2 separate regions of the Triticum aestivum genome follow, and region 1 is linked to region 2. The links are chromatin contacts, called in public Hi-C maps. All regions are on one chromosome and are shown on one strand. Each heading gives the region's core, a stretch centred on a gene start, on an enhancer-like site or on the middle of the called end of the contact. The rest is flanking DNA. Distances are from core to core; before and after follow the strand shown.

What was found. A called contact is a pair of places that touch in the nucleus more often than the background predicts.
Region 1: a Hi-C map of leaf shows a contact between it and region 2, with 5 times the contacts expected there. The contact joins the promoter of LOC123181294 here to the promoter of LOC123181293 in region 2. A contact is called at or near these places in 2 of 5 Hi-C or Micro-C datasets (both in leaf).

Annotation. Positions count from the first base shown.
Region 1 is chr1D:253,000,194-253,006,343 of IWGSC CS RefSeq v2.1, reverse strand. It overlaps LOC123181294 (kinesin-like protein KIN-7K, chloroplastic), which reads right to left and starts at 2,874. Exons shown (of 25, transcript XM_044593553.1): 1 at 2,147-2,874; 2 at 1,931-2,028. The coding sequence starts at 2,466.
Region 2 is chr1D:252,800,983-252,806,851 of IWGSC CS RefSeq v2.1, reverse strand. LOC123181293 (aquaporin NIP3-1) reads right to left here and starts at 3,500. Exons shown (of 4, transcript XM_044593550.1): 1 at 2,596-3,500. The coding sequence starts at 2,811.

The DNA of each region.
Region 1 (6,150 bases), core at 1,625-4,124, 200 kb before region 2:
TCATGTAGAAATCAAGGTGACATAATATGTTGATTTATCTTAGTTGGTTCGCCAGTTTTAAATTCAGTTATATTGATTTACTGTGACCAGTAACGTTTTATCACAGTAAGGGAACGAATCAGGATAACTGTTTAGAAACTACTCCCTCCATCCCATAATTTAAGATGTTATTAACTTATTACAACCAATATATGAGTATGTTGGCTGTAATAACATCTTATAATAGGGGACGGAGGGAGTAGTAAATGCCATTAAGTTTGCTGTGAAACAATTTTCTGGGTCTTTTTTCAGCACATGTGTCCAATTTCTATTGATAAAGATCACAGCACAGGGCATCAGCATCATCCATGTCGTACGATCAACGTCCATGGAGAATATCAGACATTCCAGAGAACTACATAAAGCCTTGTTGGTATCTACATTCTAATGCATCTCAACAGTGAACCACAGTTCTTGAATTTGCAAATGGATACCTTCAGACTGAATTTTCAATATATCTACATCTCAGGAGGCGAAAACTAAAATGAACAAAACCCTGCGTAAGTATGAACACAGGTATATCTACATCTCAGGAGGCGAAAACTAAAATGAACAAAACCCCCGCATATCAAAGGTGATCAAACCCATCTGTGTATCTTTATATGAAGCCACGAATCATGCCACAAACTTCAATGAAACTTCAGGGATCTCAGCACTTCCCAACATCTCAGAGGAAACAGCATCCTTGCCTCTGGATAAGCTTTGTTATGGTTTCATGCCCGCATTGGACACTCTTGTGAGCAAAAGGATCTCATAAACTGTATTTATATCATAGGCTTCGTAGGCTATGTGTGAATGTGAAGTACGCCCATCTTCAGTCTAGATTTCAAAACGCCGTTCTAAATCATAGGCTTCATAGGCTATGTGTAAATGTGTGGGCATAAGACTGTCTTATCACTGTGCCTTTTAATAACATAGATCAGATAATATCATAATGCACTCCATACTATTCATTGTACTTAACAAATAAGCACATACAAAAGAAGGATAAGTCAAAATATCCATATGCACATACGTTGTATAATACACAAGTAGTGAAATCATACAGTGAGAATTGGAACTTCTCTCTCAGGTATATATAATGTAGAAGCGGCAAAAATTATCCACGCCCAAAAAGCCACAAACTGATGATATATATGTTCTTAACTACTCCAGGTATCTGGCTGGCATGTGCCCGTTCTCAAATTACCAGCCAACACCAATGTTTCCCTTCACAAATACTCTGTATCTATAGCTTGAACAAGCCTTCAAACATCCACTGGTTGTGGACAAATTGGGCCATGGGACCTGTACTAGCATTGCTTATGTAAACCGTAGATCTCACTGTCAAGTCATCTGAAATTCTTAACTGAAATTCACAGCATACTTAGTGAGGGCAATTGAGAGCAAACAGTCTTCTGCAATCTCCATAAAAACAGTCTTCGCAGCATACTGAAGTCAACCTCGTGAAAAATTACTAGCTGTCGACTAAACAATATCAGCTGCCTCTAGAAATGTGAACCAGGACTAAAATTTTCAGTTCATCCTCCCTTGTCTTGGCTCTTATGAATTCTGTCAGCCCACAATACTAGCCGACTCCGTACTAATTTCAGTAGTGCCTCACTTATGGTGTAAAACGTGTATGTGACTATGTATAAACATGCATATATCAGTTAAAGTGTGTATGTGACTGTGTAAACATGCATATTTCACCAATGTACCCTGGAGAAAGAATTGCATTCAATAGCCGAACCGATATCATCCTCAAAATTTGCATGAAGAATCCAAGCCCCCAAATCACAGATAGCTCAAAACTACTAGTCAGGTACCTAACTTGCCAAATCACCAATCCCACAACCTACATTGCCAAATCCCAAATAAACCAACGGAGCAACAAAGCGTAGCTGCTTACCATAACCATAAGCCGATGGCTGGACGTAGTCACACCGCACAAGCCGATCCCCGTCGGGATACCACGTGATCTCGTCGCCGCGCTGGATCTCCCGTTCGCTGCAACCACATCGAATCCAGCTCAAATCAGTCGGAATACTGGCGACCGCGCCCCGGCAGAAACCCATAGCAACAGCTCCCGCAGGCAGATCCCCGCAGCCCCCTCCCAGATCCCCACCTGAGTGGCCGGAAGCGGATGGTGACGGAGATGCTGTCGCCTGATCGGGAGGTGTCCTCAATGACGAGCTCGTCCGCGCTAGGGAACGGCACCGGAGCAGGAGGCGGCGGCGGGGCGGGGGCGGACCGGCGTCCGGGGGTGGTGGACCTCGAGCCCCCGCCGCCGCCGTACGAGGAGACGGAGGAGGAGGAGCGGGGGATGAGCCGCCCGGCCATGTAGGAGCTGGAGGAGGAGGAGGAGGTCGGCGGGCGGCGGCTCCCCGCGGAGAAGGGCGAGCTGCTCCGCCTCGACGAGGACGACGAGGACGGCCGCGAGGACATCGCGGATCTCGCCCGCAAGGCGACGCACGCACGCACGCACGCGGCGGTGGGGCGCGGCGCGGCGCGGACGGGCGAGCGAGGCGGAGGGAGGGGTAGGTATCCGAAGGTCAGAGGCTTCACATGGCCTGCTCCATTCAATCCAAAAGAGAAGAGAGGCCGCTGCGTCGCGAGATTTTAAAAGCGAGACGCCACGCCGCAGAAGAAGCAGCGCAGCAGCACGGGGAGGAAGGAGGAGGCGGAGGAGGCTGTACTGCTACCCCTTGCTCGACGCAGCGTAGGTGGGGACCACGTTGACCACGTGGCGGCGCAGTTACGCTGAGCTGCCGGGGTAGTACCCCCGCGCGGCCCACCCGTCGGTCGGCGGCGGTGATTTGAAATGGGGGGACGGTGAGACGGGTTACGTGTGGCGGGCGGGAATAACTGCGGCGTGTTTCGCTTTCTGCGGGAGTTTTTATTGCTCTCGGGGAGGGGCCAGGGGAAAGGAAAGGGAAGCGGTGGCCGGTGGGAAGAGGGAAGAGGGAAGAAGGCAGCGGGCGTGAGGTGGGAAGAAAAAAAAACTTAGGTGCGGTGGTGAAACGGGTGGTGGCAGCGTGCGGCTTTCCTGGAGGCGCACGCGATCTGCTTCCACTGCGGCAACTGAGCGCTGACGCTGGGGAGGGGAGCTGGTTGGTGTGGTGTGGTCACCAGCTTTGCTTGGTCTGTTGTTATTGGGTTTTTTTTTCTCTTTTTCTGGGATCCTTTGGACTTTTTAAAACCCAAGGTTTTGTTGTTCTCGAGATGGGATTTGAAATACGAATTTGAACTTACAAAAGAGATCGTCGCTCGTCTGAAGTACCGACTACCGAGTACTCTTATGTTTGGCACAAAAGCTAGAAACTTGAAGACTTTAGATTTTTGGACTTTGCAGGCAAACGTCTCGTTTACTGTTGGATTGAGGCACGAATCTTGGAGCATGGGAGATCAGCCGCGTCAGCAAATGAATTTGTTCGTTCAGGAAAAAAGACAAACGTCGCGAACACCCCCACTCCTCTGTCTTCCGAGGTTTTCTTTTCTCTTCCCCTGCTCCTCCATTCCCCTCACATCATGGCGATATGAGCAGATCCGACGGATCCCAAGCAGTTCTCCGAAGTGGGTGGTGGCGCATAATGGCTCAGCTGTAGGGGAACGCAGTAATTTTAAAAATTTCCTACGAACACGTAAGATCTATTAGGTGATGCATAACAACAAGAGGGGAGAGTGTTGTCTACGTACCTTCGTAGACCGAAAGCGGAAGCGTTATGACAACGCGGTTGATGTAGTCGTACGTCTTCACGATCCGACCAATCCAAGTACCAAACGCACGGCACCTCCGCGATCTGCACACGTTCAGCTCGGTGACGTCCCTCGAACTCTTGATCCAGTTGAGGTCGAGGGAGAGTTTCGTCAGCACGACGGCGTGGTGACGGTGATGATGAAGTTACCGGCGCAGGGCTTCGCCTAAGCACTGCAACGATATGACCGAGGTGAAAATCTGTGGGGGGCACCGCACACGACTAAGACAACTGTCAACTTGTGTGTTCTAGGGTGCCCCCCTGCCCCGTATATAAAGGAGAAGGGGGAGGCCGGCCGGCCCTCATAGGGTGTGCCCCAAGTAGGATTCCTACTAGGAATCATATTCCTAGTAGGTTCCCAACAAGAGAAGAGAGGGGGAAGGAAGGAGAGGGAGAGAGGGAGAAGGAAAGCCCCCCCCCCCTTCCCTTGTCCTATTCGGACTCCAAGGGGGGGCTGCCCTGGCTGCCCTCTTCTCTCTCCACTAAGGCCCATGGTGGCCCATTAATTCCCCCCGGGGTTCCTATAACCCCTCCGGCACTCCGATTTTACCCGGAACACTTTCGGTGTCCGAATAACATGGTCCAATATATCAATCTTTATGTCTCGACCATTTTGAGACTCCTCGTCATGTCCGTGATCTCATCCGGGACTCCGAACTATCTTCGGTACATCAAAACACATAAACTCATACTACCGATCGTCATCGAACGTTAAGCGTGCGGACCCTACAGGTTCGAGAACTATGTAGACATGACCGAGACACATCTCTGGTCAATAACCAATAGCGGAACCTGGATGCTCATATTGGCTCCTACATATTCTACGAAGATCTTTATCGGTCAAACCGCATAATGATACGTCTCCAGCGTATCTATAATTTTTTATTGTTCCATGCTATATTATATATTGTTTTGGATGTTTAATGGGCTTTATTATACACTTTTATATTATTTTTGGGACAAACCTATTAACCGGAGGCCCAACCCAAATTGTTGCTTTTTCCTATTTTAGTGTTTCGCAAAAAAAAATATCAAACGGAGTCCAAACGGAATGAAACCTTCGAGAACGTGATTTTCGGAACAAACGTGATCCAGAGGACTTGGAGTCTACGTAAAGCAATCAACGAGGAGACCACGAGGCAGGGGGCGCGCCTACCCCCCCCCAGGCGCGCCCTCCACCCTCGTGGGGCCCACGTTGCTCCACCGACGTACTTCTTCCTCCTATATATACCCATATACCCTGAAACATCAGATACGGAGCCAAAACCCTATTTCCACCGCCGCAACCTTCTGTACCCGTGAGATCCCATCTTGGGGCCTTTTCCGGCGCTCCGCCGGAGGGGCATTGATCACGGAGGGCTTCTACATCAACACCATAGCCTCTCCGATGATGTGTGAGTAGTTTACCTCAGACCTTCGGGTCCATAGTTATTAGCTAGATGGCTTCTTCTCTCTCTTTGGATCTCAATACGAAGTTCTCCTCGATCTTCCTGGAGATCTATTCGATGTAATCTTCTTTTGCGGTGTGTTTGTCGAGATCCGATGAATTGTGGGTTTATGATCAAGATTATCTATGAACAATATTTGAATCTCCTCTGGATTCTTTTATGTATGATTGGTTATCTTTGCAAGTCTCTTCGAATTATCAGTTTGGTTTGGCCTACTAGATTGATCTTTCTTGCAATGGAAGAAGTGCTTAGCTTTGGGTTCAATCTTGCGGTGTCCTTTTCCAGTGACAGCAGGGGCAACAAGGCACGTATTGTATTGTTGCCATCGAGGATAACAAGATGGGGTTTATATCATATTGCATGAGTTTATCCCTCTACATCATGTCATCTTACTTAAAGCATTACTCTGTTCTTATGAACTTAATACTCTAGATGCATGCTGGATAGCGGTCGATGTGTGGAGTAATAGTAGTAGAGGCAGAATCGTTTCGATCTACTTGTCGTGGACGTGATGCCTATGTGACGCCCGGATAATTAAGCTACGGTAAACCTCTGCTACTGATGCCATGTCATCTCGGTTACTGTAGATAAACTCGCGTTAGTTCAAAACGATTCAAATTCAAATTTAAAATATAGGCAAACAACAAAAGTTTTCAAATATAAGAACTAAAAATGTTCGAGATGTTGCAAATTTTTCACTAATTGACATGTAGAAACTAACATCATTTGACTCACCGATTAGTCCCTAGTAAAATTTCAAGTGGCCCAGCAACAACTAAAATAGCCTTTTAAAAATAAACAAATGTTTATGTATTTTCCAAATCACTTGAAATCTTGTGTGCTAGCTCAAAACATTGCGTACTAGTTATGTGACAAGTTTTAGTTTCAAGAAAACTTTTGGGGTATTAAATTAAAATACAAAGCGA
Region 2 (5,869 bases), core at 2,251-4,750:
AACAGGAACCTTACCCGAGAAATAATTGTACTTCAACTCCAAGCAAAGATCACATCGTCTTATCAACGGTGTCATTGCCAGTTTTCCAACCAAAACATGCATCATGCACCCCCACTACAACAAGTCTATTTTCATCTAGTTTTTTGTTTGTTTTTTTAGGCAATTCTATTTTCATCTTTTTTAAGGGATATTCCATTTTCATCTAGTGAGTGCATGTTGATGGGAAAAAAGTTTTTTTAGACATGATGGGAAAAAAAGTGTGGCCCAACTTACATTTTTTTCTTTTGAGGGAAGGCCCAACTTACATTACCAACGCCTCAAAAAAAAATCTTTGCTTGGAGTTCCCTCAAAAAAAAAATGAAATCAGCCCCATACGGGGCGATAGCGTAGTTCCCAAACAAAAGCCCAATGCCAGAAGGTCCATGTCAGCCGCATGTTTGATTTGCCACAGCAGAGAAATAGCAAGCCCACTACAAAAGAGAATGTAGACATTTTGCCAGTCTTTTTATTATTTCAAAACGGTATTTTGCCAGTCTTAATTTTTTTAGTTGGAATTTGTTGCAGCTACATTAAATTATCAAGGTACACACCGAGGCCACCACCTACCTAACACACGTCGGTGGTATTTGAAACCAAGTTTTAAAATCCTATTTCTGCAACCTTCTCTAGCTAGTTCGTGTGCGACTTTATTGGCCGAGCATCGCAACCATAGCGCCCTAAATTCCTCAAAAGAACTGGATGGATTGTATTTTCCTGACAAATCTATACTCCAATAAAACTAAGAAATGGAGTATGTTGGATTACGATGTCATTGGAATTTTCCAAAAATACTAGATACACACTTTTCAAAAAAATTATCCATAATTTCATACTTACTCATTATGCATGTGAAACGCAACACCTATCCCACAAAAACACATAGCACCTAGTGTAAAATCCTAGATCCACCACTAGGTCCAATTGCAAGGGAGTGGTGTGTCAAGTCATGCAATCTTAACTTGGTGCTATTGTAACACACTATATTTATCAGCAACATTTTTATTGCATCCTAACGCTTGAGATGAAATAGCTTGATTTTTTTAATAATAATGACATATTTAGTTTCAAGGTTATACACAGGGTTAGATGGAAACAACGGACGAGCCCAACTCAAGCAAACTTATTGCAATGCACAGGTCGGGTATCCCTTCCGTCCCTTTTTGTAAGGTTACCTTTTTCCTAAATTCAAAATTTTGTGTGTTTGACTAAATTTACGAGAAAACTATTAATGTCTGCAATAGTAAACAAACAAAAATATGGAAATGTATTTCCAGATGTGGATCTAATAATACCAATTTGATTTTGTAGGTGTTGATATTTTTTCTATAAACTCTGTTAAGAAAGAACTTTCTTTTTGAAAAAAACACCTTATAAAAAGAAATGGAGAGTGTATATACATAATAAGTGTACAAAGCATAATGCCACCGATCAATCTAGAACTCTCCTCTGTGTTCTTTTTACCGAAAATTTGTGAAGTTCACACAATTTTCATGACTTCAAAAGAAAATGCTACAACCACAAATATCGTACGAAGAGTTTCCCCTATAATTTAATACTCTTAGAAGAAATTGATATAGAAGTTTTTTCCCATACTATTCTTTAAGAAAAGGAGCATGGTGATATTAAAGGGCAAAATTTTCAATGAAGACCATGTTTTCAGCCATTCAACTTAATTTTTGAGACGTCAGAATAGATTGGATTGGTTTGCGTCAAATCTAGTTTGTACTATTTCTATTGTTAAGTGATTAAGTGATGTGTTCCTGATATATTTTAAGATCTCCGCAAATTATTTCCCCTCGAGTTCACTAGAGAGTGGCTATCCGGGTTGTTAGGCAATATTATTACTTCAAACTAATGCTGGTTTACCGCAAAAAAGAAACTAATGCTTTTTATTTGAAGGAAGCCCATAATGGCTTGCTTTATTAACTCAACAAAATATTTATGTCATCGGCTAGTTTATCAAGGAGTAAACTAGGGGGATCACCATCCCAAATACTAGAAAGTTTATTATACAAACTAAATTGAGCTAGCTCATGGGCAACACTATTAGCCTCTCTAAAACAGTGCATAAAGTTTACCGCAAAAAAGAAACTAATGCTGGTTGGATGATGCCATTGGGTTTGGGGGCCGAACGATGAACGGAACGTTGAATAATTTCAAAGAAACAAAGATTCTTTAGAGTCATGACTGCGTAGAGCCAGACACGAACTTTTGTACTGTTGCGGTGTGTGCTGTACACGAGCAGGGCCATACGTCCTGAAACTGGCCGTGTTTTGTTGTCTCTGCGTGCATGTATAACATTGGACCGTCCCGTACTACATACGGTAGCTGGACTGCAGAATGTCTCCTGCACAGTTCCGGAAAGGAAGAGAAATCCATTTCCAGATACGGAACTCGGGAAAAGAAAAACCTCACAATAACAGCAATACTCATATCCATGGCGTGACCAACCGAAGAGTAAAAATAAATATAGTGCAGAGAGAGAGAGAGAGAGAGAGACCGAATATAGCGTGACAATGTGCACGTGCATGGCCGCGAGCGCGACGTCCGGCATACCTTGCGGGGGAGCGAGACGTCCGGCGCGGGGATCTCCAGGACGCAGGCGTTGGGCGACATCCACGCGTCCACCGGCAGGCATCTGCACCGCGGCATCGACTTGCGCTCGTACGACAGCGAGTCCACCCGCGGCCCCGCGAACAGCGGCGCCGGCGTGCCCGGCGTCGCCGGCGCCGACAGGTTCGGCGTCTCCGCCCCAGCCGCCGCCGCCTCCATCACACCACTCTGCTAATCAAGCTGCCAACCCCCTCTTCTCCCTCTCTTTTTTTCGGGTTTTTTCAAGACGAATGCGGTGGTGGAATGGAGATAGGAGGCTCACTAACTACATGATTTGACGGTTTTTGCGAAGGTGATGATGCTACGGCAATGGACGGATTATCTCCAGCAGGATCACAGGACCGCGACTGATGGCTACGACTAGCGATACATGATTGGAGTTTCTGTCAACTTTTTTTTTGTTGATTTTTTGGGCTGGGTGGCAAGAAAAGACGGCGGACAAATTTACATGATATGGAGGCTTTTCTAGATTTCGTGCTAAGGACTCGGTGCGGGTGAATCCAGCCTACTAGATATGCAACTCTGCAACCTTTTGAAACTAGGAGGGAAGTGACTGATTTTTTTGTGGTTTTCTGGGTTGGATCTGGGTCGATGCTGGAGATGGTGTGCTCTACATGATTCGCAGGTTTTTTCCCAAGGTTTGGCTAAGGAATCGGAAGGGGAATGGTGCCCAGCTCTAACGATCTCAAGAACAGGAGTGATCACTCTAGGGTTGGAGCAGAGGAGAAATGGAAGCGCATTCGGGTTGCAGGAACAGGAACGGGGAGTGGAAATGCAGGTGGTGTCAATGGAGGTCGAAGGCGAGGAGGAAGGAGCAGTGGGATGGGCGGGATGGAGTGGGTGTGGACGGAGCCGTCTATCTATATAGCCGAAGTAACAGAGCACATGAGGCGACGGATCGAGGTCAATGGCTTCCTCCACTTCTCGAGGCATCTTTCTCTCCCCAACTGCTCTTCAATAATGCACGCCGACTAATCACAGGACATGGAGGGGATCGAGATCGCGTCATCAAGAAATCCCTGAATTAAACGAGTGATGATCGTAGCATTAGTTTAAGAAGACAAGCAAACAAGCAGTGGAGTGGAGCGGGCGCTTCATCAGGTAACTGCCAAACTGAAGAGAATATCTTCACTAAGTTTCTGAAACCATCGTTTTTCATCGATCAAACAATGCGGCGTGAGCGTGACCCCGGCATGCAAATTGTCGTTTCAATCAACGTAGTACTGGCATTTTGCTCCGTTATTGTGCTGGCGCGACGTTGATCATTGCTCCTTGTTTAATCGGATCCCCCGGTCAAATGATGCTGTTGTTAAATTATTGCATGATATCACCCGGTGTTTGGAACCATGCGCGTGCAGTTTGATCGAGGAAATAGTACAATATGATATCACCCGGTGTCGGCCATGCATGTAGGGGGGCGCGCAATCAGGCGATCTTTCACTCTTCTGAACCCGAAGGTTCCTAACCATGCTACTACATCCATGGTCGCACAACAAAATTATTTACCCTAGCACACCGAGCCATTGTCCTTGGTTTTTACCGTGCTACTAGTAGATGCATTGAGAACTAACTGATGCAGTTAGCACTCAATAAGTACTGGAGCTCCTACACTGCTAACGACGTATTGTATAGTGTATACCTGCCTAGAGAGTTAATAAGACTCAATCAGAGGAAAATAAAAAAGAGTTAGGGCCTGTCCACTTGATCCTGTCATGTGCCGTGTTGGTTTTGCAGCACGACTGTACACCTGTTCGTGCTGGATTACTGGTGTGTGGTTTTGGCAATGTCCAGATCATGGTAGTCAGTAGTCACCTGCCCTCACAACCTCCACTTGTTCAAATCGTTGTTTGGTTACCTTTTTAATACCTCTCTGACTTGGAACAGCAGGTAGTATTCAGTATCAAATGAATGGAGAAATGGCCATGTACACATTCACTTCATGACAGTGGCATCGACACTCCACCTCCCTTCCATGTGGATAATGCGATCAAGCCGTCGAAATCGACGAATCCAGTGATGGGAGCTTGAATCTACTGCAATGAATGCTGATTGACGAATACCGGGAGATCAGATCGATGAACGGCTGAAACGAACATCACCGGTTTGAAATCTGAACAACAGAGAGTGTGCAGCAAACTGTGTCCTTCTCGACCAGACAGCATGTATGAGTGCTACATCCAATCATAATTTTTTCGCGATGATGCCGCCAATCATTCTGTGGCTAATTAATCGCAAAAGCCTCTTCCTTAAATGCTCTGCGGGCCAGATCGAAGAAATCATCATCTTTCCCTGAAAAAAAAAAGTTGGAAGAATCGCACACGTCTTGTGTGCGTAAAGCGATGCCCGGATTTGACAAAGCGGCTTTTCTCTGAAGAACGTACGTAACCTAGGTTAGCTTAGCCGCTGACACCGCGATTAAAAGACTGTGCTTGCACCGTGGACCGACAATTGTCCGCGGAATAATCTTTGTGCGACAGATCACAGATCTCACGATCCAGACGATAGTTTCGCCCACTAATCCACGTGCGCTTTACACTCTGCGAATAATTCAGTGTGCAGAAGCATCTGAAGCAAAAGGCGCAGCGCATCTGAAGAAAATCAGATGGGCAGCAGCTGCAGCGGAGATCAGATCGAGTGTTACATTCTTCTGCAAGCTTAACTTCCTATCGCGAATAGGCATGGTATGATCGGCGGCGCACGTTTCAGACGATGCCTTCCTTGACTACCCACTGACACTTCGTAGCCGTAGGGCGGGAGCGGAACGGTACTGGAGGAATGCCGTGCGCCCGGCGCGGAGTTACCCCGGCAGCGGATAAACAGACAGGTTCGCATGTCATCTCGCGATGAGGGAGAGGCGAGGGGCAAGCAAAACCTCTCGCACGCCGCTGCTTTTCCCCGTCGTTTCGTGCTCTAGCCAAGCCAAGGAGCTAGCTAGCGAGAGCTGCTGAGGGCTTTGTGCGAGGTTAGCCTAGCTCCTAGGGCCTTTGTGTGACCTGCACTACACGGATGGTTGGATCGATCCATGGACGAAAGTGGCAGCAACTGTTCCTACAGTAAGCTATCTATGGCTGCTTTTGCTCTGAACCGTCGGTTTGGTTCAGTCTGAATAAGCCCGTCGCCGAATGGCACATTCCACCGCTGCTCTAGTCATTTGGTCGATGCCCGACGGAGCATTGCGGACTAGACAGCACCCCCCCTTGTTCCGCGTTAAAACTGC